2 separate regions of the Mus musculus genome follow, and region 1 is linked to region 2. A link is a contact called in public promoter capture Hi-C data. All regions are on one chromosome and are shown on one strand. The core of a region is the stretch at or near the end of the contact, and the rest is flanking DNA. Distances in the headings are between cores, read along the strand shown. Region 1 holds the start of Gdpd1 (glycerophosphodiester phosphodiesterase domain containing 1). Region 2 holds the start of Tbx2 (T-box 2).

Region 1 (3,900 bases), core at 646-3,145, 1.2 Mb after region 2:
TCACCAGGAGCTGGGCATGGTGGTCCAAGTCTTTATTCCCAGCACTTGGGAGGCAGAGGCAGGTAGGTCTCTGAATTTTAGGCTAGCCTGGTCTACTGATTGAGTCCTAGGACAGTCAGGGCCACAGAGAAAGAAAACCAAACAAAAAGTGGGAAACTGTGTTTAACTGATAAAACTGTACAAAAGAATGATAATGTATTTATTTCTATGACATATTTGTCATAATAGAAGTCATGGTCCCAGGATAGTTGTCCCAGCACTGGGAAAGTGGGGGCAGAATGCACAACCAGCCTGGTCTATATAGTGATTTGCAGACTAGCCAGCACGCCATAGCAAGACCCCATCTTTGAAAAATCTAAAACCAAAAATCATTACGGTACTCCATCAAATTTTAAACTATAGAGTTTACCATTGTATGATACATTTCAGGCAATTTTAACCCGGTGCTATATTCACCCTAAAGAAAAGTTTAAAGTGACCGAAAATTTTCATAATTTATACCTTAAGATTGAAATGTCCTGGGCTGGTGAGATGGCTCAGTGGGTAAGAGCACCCGACTGCTCTTCCGAAGGTCCAGAGTTCAAATCCCAGCAACCACATGGTGGCTCACAACCATCTGTAAAGAGATCTGATTCCCTCTTCTGGAGTGTCTGAAGACAGCTACAGTGTACTTACATATAATAAATAAATAAATCTTTAAAAAAAAAATTAAAACTATTACTTATAAAAAAAAAAAAATTGAAATGTCCTGAAGCCACATTATTGAACAGCAGTGAAGAAGCAAAGATGTGGCCTGTTATAGTAAATTAGAAGGCGGAGCGGACTCGCTTCAACCCTTATATACTTGATATTGTATAAAAGCAATATACTTTTGCAAGAGAAACATCTTTAAAAAAATACTGACTGATCATAAGCTAAATATTTTAGTCTTTTAGAAGCCCACCAACCATTGCTGGGGTAATGTTCAAAAATCAAAGTAAAACAACAACCCAGGTGCTAGGTTTTGGAATCCTTAGAACCAGAACTCTCCAAGTTGCTTGTGCCACTTCAGTCCACACTCTGTGACCTTGGAAAATGTCCCTGGTTTGGAGACATTTCTCTCCAGAGCTCAATTACAAACGCGTGGAGCGTGGCATCGCAGACTCCTCAGCTCTCGCTCCAGGTACTCGCAGATCCTCAGCTCTGCCGGAGCCCAAGCTCTTCCCCACGGACTCAGCCACCAGCCTATTCCAAGCAGTCTGTCCGTTCCTACTTCCCCCTGCGGGTGTCTCCTGGATCTGCACCGGCTTTGTGCCAGGCTGCCAAGAAGGGACCTCCCGATCATCCCTCCATCGGCCGAGGAACGCCCCACTTCTGTCTCTCATCCTGCGCTTCTCCTCCTCACAGAAGCCCTGTCACCCTAGCTCCCCAGAGACGCCCACCAGGACTGGGACACGAGACCCCTTTCCTTCCCTCCCCTCCGGACCACTCATCTGAGGAAGCCCTCCAGTTCCAGGAGCCCATTCTTCGTCAGCCTCTCCAGAATCCCCATCCTCTACCTCCTGCTAGGAAGCCTCCCCCATCCCCGCCATCGGGTTCTGGGGACCCCTCTCACCTCCGCGGTGAGAGATGTGCCTACTGAGGAATCGCTGTTTCTTTCTCTGGTGCAGCAACGCTGGGTATTTAAGCAACAAGAACGAGGTGACCAAATATCCCCCCAGAGTAGAGAGAAGGCAAAAAGCCGCGGTGGACGACATCCTCGGTCACCGCCTTCTGGGCCTGAGACCCCGACTGTGCTGTGATGGTAGCAACGGCCGCAGCGCCGGCAGCTGCTCGAGGTCTGCTCGCCCTCAGCCGGTGCCCTCGGCGTAGCGCACTTGTTCGTGCGGACTCAGCACGCAGGCGCAGCCCGACCCCAGCGCCCGAGCAACAAAGGGGCTCAGATACGCAGGCGCGCTACGGCGCGGAGCGTTGGGCGTCTGGCAGCTGTGGTCCCACGCGCAGGTGCTTCGAAGAAGACCCCGAGGCAAGAGGTTGGAAACTTGCCAGTGGTTTTATTTGTTTGGATTTGTTTGGGCAGTCCCTAAGCCGAAAACGCTCTCAAGCCAGGATAGCCTTCGGGGAAAATCTGACGTAACTGGGAAATGTGCATCAAAGGAGGATTCCAGGCCAGGTCCTAGTCCTTTCTGTGGGAAAAGCGAAGAATTGTTACTGATACCTCGAACTCGTAGCCTAGTTGGTTAGATCGTACGGGATTCAAGCCCCAGTACAAAATAAACATGAATAAAGAAACTGACCACTAAGTCCTTTCCTATAAAGACTGGCAACTAACTTTTCCATTTTTCTTTTTCATCTCCTACCTTACAAACTAGAAATACAGTAGGAACCACGTTTTATGGGGGCAGGGTCTTGGTTTTGTGAGATAGGATCTACTTAGCCCAGTCCGGGCTTGAATTCACTATATACCAGAGGATAGAGTCTTCGACTTCAGGTTCTTCTACCTCAGCCTCCAGAGTGTTGGGATGGTAGGCAAGCCCAGCTGTGGATCGTATTTTATGCAAAGTAATTAGCCACAAAGGCTGTGGCTGTGGCTCAGTTGTAAAGCACTTTCCAAGCACATTCAAGGTTTGGATTTGTTTATTGAGACAGGGTGTCTCACTGTGTTGACTGTGTGCTGGCCTCTTGATTCACAGAGACCAGTTTGCCTCTGCCTTCTAAGTATTGGGATTCTTTTCTTTCCCTTTTCTCCTCTCTCCCTTCCTCTCTCCGTTCTCTCTCCCTCCCTTCCTGTCTCCTCCCCCCCGGCCCCCCCCCCCCTTAGAGACTGGGTCTCACTATGTACCGAGGCTGATCTGGAACTCGCTATGACAATAGGGCTAGAGATCCACTTGCGTCTGCCTTCCCTTAAGGCCAGGGGTTTGAGTCCCAGGACAATTGCAACAACAGGCAGACTCACAGTATTGAGCTCCGGCTGGCTTCAAACTCCTAAGGGTGAAGCAGTCTTTTGGTTTCATCCAGCTCATTAGCTGGAACTGCAGGCAAGGGTTGCTGCACCCGATCCTATCTCGTTTATTTATTTTTTATGCATTTACTTATTTCCTGTGTAGTGTATGTGTGTGCACGTGTAAAGGCAGAGGACAACCTAAGGAGACCTAAGGTGGCAGCTCCTTTTCCCACTAAGCCATCTTGCTGGGTCAAGTGGCAGCTTTTGGAAAGGTGGTAAACACTCTATTTCACAAACATTGGGACTAAAATATCTAATCCTGTCAGGACACTATTTTAAATGTATCTGGGAAAATAGGATCAATTACAATACACTACATTGGGTCTCAACTTATTTTGCACTTATCTAATTGATAGCATAATCACAATTGGTGATTGTCATATGCTGGGGAAAGTTACTATAGATTGGTGAGATTTAGCAAATTATTTCATAGAATAGGTATTTAATTAAAGAACATTTAAGTCAGGCCTGAGGGTACAGGTCTGTAATCCCAGCAACTCTGGAGGTTGAGGCAGTAGGATTGTAAAATCTAGGTCTGCCTGGGTTACAGAATGAATTCAAGCTAGTTACTGTTTTCAAATATTAAGAACAAACAAGAGTGGGGATGTAACTCAGTGGTATACTTGAGATCTGAGTTCAATGCCTAGTGCTCAAAGTTTCTTTGTTAGCACACATCTGTAATACTAAGGCTGAGGAAGGAGTATTGAGTCTTAGGCCAGAGGCTGGAAAGATGGCTCAACCAGTTAAAAGCACTTTTTTCTTTTCTTTTTTTTAAATGTGTAGCAGCCCAGGCTCAAACTTGTGATCCTCCTGCCTCTGCCTCCTTCAGCAAATCCTACCGGTGTGTGCCACCACAACCGGCTTTTTTCTTTCCTTCCTTTTCTTTTTTCCTTCCTTCCTCTCTCTTCTTTCCTCCT
Region 2 (3,967 bases), core at 914-3,413:
CCAGTTTTCGATGCTACAAGGATATTCTAAGAAAATTTTGTTGGGGATGGGTCGATAAAGAATCTTAAGAGCGGCTAAAGCAGGTCATCCAGGTGACTACGTGATGGGGGTGGGGGTGGGGGGGTGGCTGGAGCTGTTGGTGGAAACCCAACCTGCCCTGAAAACGTCTCTGACCAGTCGCAGGTCCTTAGCTCTATAGGTGGGATTCAGATCCCCTAATGTAGCCACTGGGCGACAGCTGTCCGATTTCGTGGACCAATAACTCAGACCTTCATGTTTTAACTCTCAGGCCTAAACGGGTAGACCAGCTACTGTATGCTACCCAGGAAAATGACCAAAATACATACTTCGATACATACACATTTTTACAAGGTACTAAAGTGCCTGTCCCCATACACACAACTTAGCAAATGTCCTGCCAACTCGGAAAGCTGAACTGACTACTTCTTGTTCACCTCACTAACTGTCCAAGTGTGTTCAGACACATCTCTCCTGGAGGAGCCACATCCTGTCTGAATTGGAAGCAGTGCAAAGCTGCAATGGATCTCTCACCGGCTGCGAACACCGCGAAGCTAGAGCTGAAGGTTCACTGTGGGCAGAGAAAAGAGTGAGAAAAGCGACCTAGGAGTAAGGTCCTGAAGAAAAACCCAGTGGGGCAGGCGCGCACAGGGTTATGAAGAATTACAAGCGCCTGGTGTTGGCTCAGATGTATAGGAAAAAAGGTCGTGGAGGCCAAACGACTCCTGCTGGTCTCAACCCCGTACTGCCGGGGGCAACTAGCTTTTAAACGCCTTTCTGGGCGGTCAGCTACCAAGTGCCTGAAGACCTGGTGTATGCAGCGGAGGGGCAAGCTGCCTGGGCCACTTACGTGGTAGGTGCCTACCACGGGGACATAGGGCTGGAGCGGCAGAATTCGCTTATACTGGTTGGGAGGGTGGGAGTATCCACTGTGGCTAGTTCACACCCTGCTTCCCCTCCCCAACAAGCACAAGGGTGTGAGCCTCAACCCTAAACAGGCAAGTGTATGATCGTTTTACTCTGGGCACACCTGATTATGGTTTTACACACACACACACACAGAGAGAGAGAGAGAGAGAGAGAAAGAGAGAGAGAGAGAGAGAGAGAGAGAGAGAGAGAGAGAGAGAGAGAGAGAGAGAGAGAGAGAGGAAGATGCATTGGGGCTGTTGCCAGAGAGATAACGAAGACTGATCGTCGAAGGGGGTGTTCACACTTGCTGGCAAACACCTCGATTCCCATCCGCATTACTCAGCTTTCCTGAACTAGGGAGCCTTGAGCTTCCAAGGGACGGAAACAATCTCTAGAGAAGTGACTGAGAAGAAAAGATGCCAGAGTTTAGGAAGAGATAGATGGGCTTGCATCTCCAGTACCGGATGCGGCGAAAATTCCTTCTGGCGCGTGTGGAGAATCTGAGTTCTAGGATCAACTAGCGCGGCACCGCCTTGGGCTCTGTAGAAGGTGCGCTCACCTACCTGGTCCCAAGGATCCATTTTCCTACTCGCCAGAAGGTTTTGGCTTAGTGACCTGACACAGACCTTCTTTAGGCTAAATGCCCGGCCCTTCTGGAACCCCAGGTTCCTGAGTCTACGAGGGGAGGAGCAGGTGGGGGTGGGGACCCTTCGTTTCCCCAGCGCAAGGCGGCGTCCCGTTCCCGCCCGTGCCGGCCCCATCAGGGTTCTGCCATGGCTCCCCACTCACCGGCTCCGGACACCTGATTCGGCTCCGGGACCTCGGCCGCCCGAGCCTCCTGATTTGCCCGCCCACCGGCCTCGCTTTCCAGTGCCCGCAGCCTCCCTCTGAAGTGCATGGACCCGGGGCGGTGACCGGGAGTGGGGTGGGAGGCCAGGCTGGGTCGCAGGCAAGAGCGGCCGGGCCTCCCGGCGCGGGAGGGAAAGGGCGCCCCCTCTCCTCTCCGGAACGTGTCAATGCTTTGCACTTGGGGCCGGCATGCGGCTAGGGGGTCCTTCCCCAAGGCCCCGGGACCCGGGCGCCCCCTGCCTCAGGCCCTTACGGCGGGTCAGATCGGTCCTCTGCGCTTTCCAGCCCTCGCCCAGGCAGCGGCGGGCGCGGGCGGCGAGGTGGGGGCCAGGCCAGGGGGAGGGGTCTCGGGGCCCGCTGGCCCGTCATTGGTTAATATTTTATTCTGTTGACATGTTTTCTTACTGCTGAGGCTTCCGACACCTTCTCCCTGGCCTCCCCTCCCGTCCAGAGCTTGGCCTGAGCTGTCAAAACCCCGCCCCCGGAGACCCACAATTGGTCCAAAAAGCGTAAAATCAGCAATCAAGGGGGGCCTGGCTCGTTAGCGCAGGGGATCCGAACAGGGCAGGACATGTGAGATAGTCACAGTTTTCCAGAGATCAGGACAAGATCTAACCAGTCGCGCGTGGTCCCCGGCGCCGGAGCCGGCCAGCCCAGCCCAGCCCAGCCCAGCCCAGCCCCGCGCAGCGCCCCCTCCGCCCCCGCGTCCAGAGCCCTGCGCCCCTTGAGGTGCGCGGGACGGGGAGCCGGGAGAAGCCGCTGCCGCGCCCGCCGCCCGGGCCGTCCGTCCTCCGCGCGCGCCGCCGCCCGGGCCGGGGGTCCGAGGCGCGCGCCCCCGGCCCCGGCCCCGGCTCCCAGGAGCCTGGGCCGGATGTCCCGATGAGAGAGCCGGCGCTGGCAGCCAGCGCCATGGCTTACCACCCGTTCCACGCGCCACGGCCCGCCGACTTCCCCATGTCCGCCTTCCTGGCGGCAGCGCAGCCCTCCTTCTTCCCGGCGCTAGCGCTGCCGCCCGGCGCGCTAGGCAAGCCTCTGCCGGACCCGGGCCTGGCGGGGGCGGCGGCCGCGGCAGCAGCGGCGGCGGCGGCGGCCGAGGCGGGGCTGCACGTCTCGGCACTCGGCCCGCACCCGCCCGCCGCGCATCTGCGCTCGCTCAAGAGCCTGGAACCCGAGGACGAGGTGGAGGACGACCCCAAGGTGACGCTGGAGGCCAAGGAGCTGTGGGACCAGTTCCACAAGCTGGGCACCGAGATGGTCATCACCAAGTCCGGGAGGTAGGACGGGCCGGGCGGGCGGGCTCGGGGACCGCACAGCACCCACCACCACTGGGTCGATGCTCTCTCGGATTGCCCCCGCTCCGGCCCTGGCGCCACACTCCTTTCCACAGACAAGCAAGCTGACTTTTTTTTTTTTCCGTTTGGCTCCGGAGCGAATTAAAAAAGAAAAAGAAAAGCAAACATCTCTCGATTGAAATAAAACGAAAACACGTTCCTAAAGAATAGTCCCAACTGTTCTGAGTCTCAAAGCCCCGGAGACTCTGGCGGGTCTCCACAGCCCCTTGCGGTCTCACTGTTTTTTTTTTGTTTTGTTTTGTTTTGTTTTGTTTTGTTTTTGTTTTTGTTTTTTCCGTCTCCTGGACGGTCTGGAAGTTCCTAAGAAAAGGGATCTTTCCCGGATTCTCCGCTCTGATCACTGGAGTCCATAGTGGGACTAGCATCCCGCCTCCTGCTAGCTCCAGGCTGACCACTTGGTTCCGGCAGAGAGTTGTCCAGCCCACAGCTAGGCCTTGGAGAGAGTCTTGCTTGTCCTTGGAGCTTGGAGCACTGGACCAGCCACCTCTTGAGGCCTTAAAGCCAGAAGAAAAATAAAATCCCCAATCTTCCCAGCACTCCAGTCTCTGAAAGTCCAGGCCTCAGGTTCACCCTGTTCCCCCGAAATTCTAGGCTAGGGTTCCCTGATTAAGCCTCTAAATCGTTTCTCCCAGACAAAGACCTTGATAGTTTATTTCTTCAAGCCCTGTCCCAAGAGTTTATTTCCTCTCTACGAATTTCAAGGCAATTCAGAAAAGCCTAGTGTATCTCTAAAGGGCCTAGTTTCCTTTCCTGGGCATCAACCCTCATCTTAGATCAGAGTGGAGGAAAGGTCTCCAGACTGAGTGCAAAACGCATCCAAAGCTTTACAAAACAGGCTC

What was found. Capture Hi-C pulls out chosen DNA fragments and counts their contacts.
Region 1: a promoter capture Hi-C map of liver shows a contact between it and region 2, with 2.6 times the contacts expected there. The contact joins the promoter of Gdpd1 here to the promoter of Tbx2 in region 2. A contact is called at or near these places in 1 of 39 promoter capture datasets (liver) and 1 of 9 other capture datasets (liver).

The regions. Positions count from the first base shown.
Region 1 is chr11:87,072,242-87,076,141 of GRCm38.p6, forward strand. Gdpd1 (glycerophosphodiester phosphodiesterase domain containing 1) reads right to left here and starts at 1,896. Exons shown (of 10, transcript NM_025638.2): 1 at 1,595-1,896. The coding sequence starts at 1,736.
Region 2 is chr11:85,830,452-85,834,418 of GRCm38.p6, forward strand. It overlaps Tbx2 (T-box 2), which reads left to right and starts at 2,164. Exons shown (of 7, transcript NM_009324.2): 1 at 2,164-3,050. The coding sequence starts at 2,656. 2610027K06Rik (RIKEN cDNA 2610027K06 gene) reads right to left here and starts at 1,937. Exons shown (of 5, transcript NR_077059.1): 1 at 1,717-1,937. RefSeq lists an enhancer at 1-69 and a promoter at 1,699-2,689.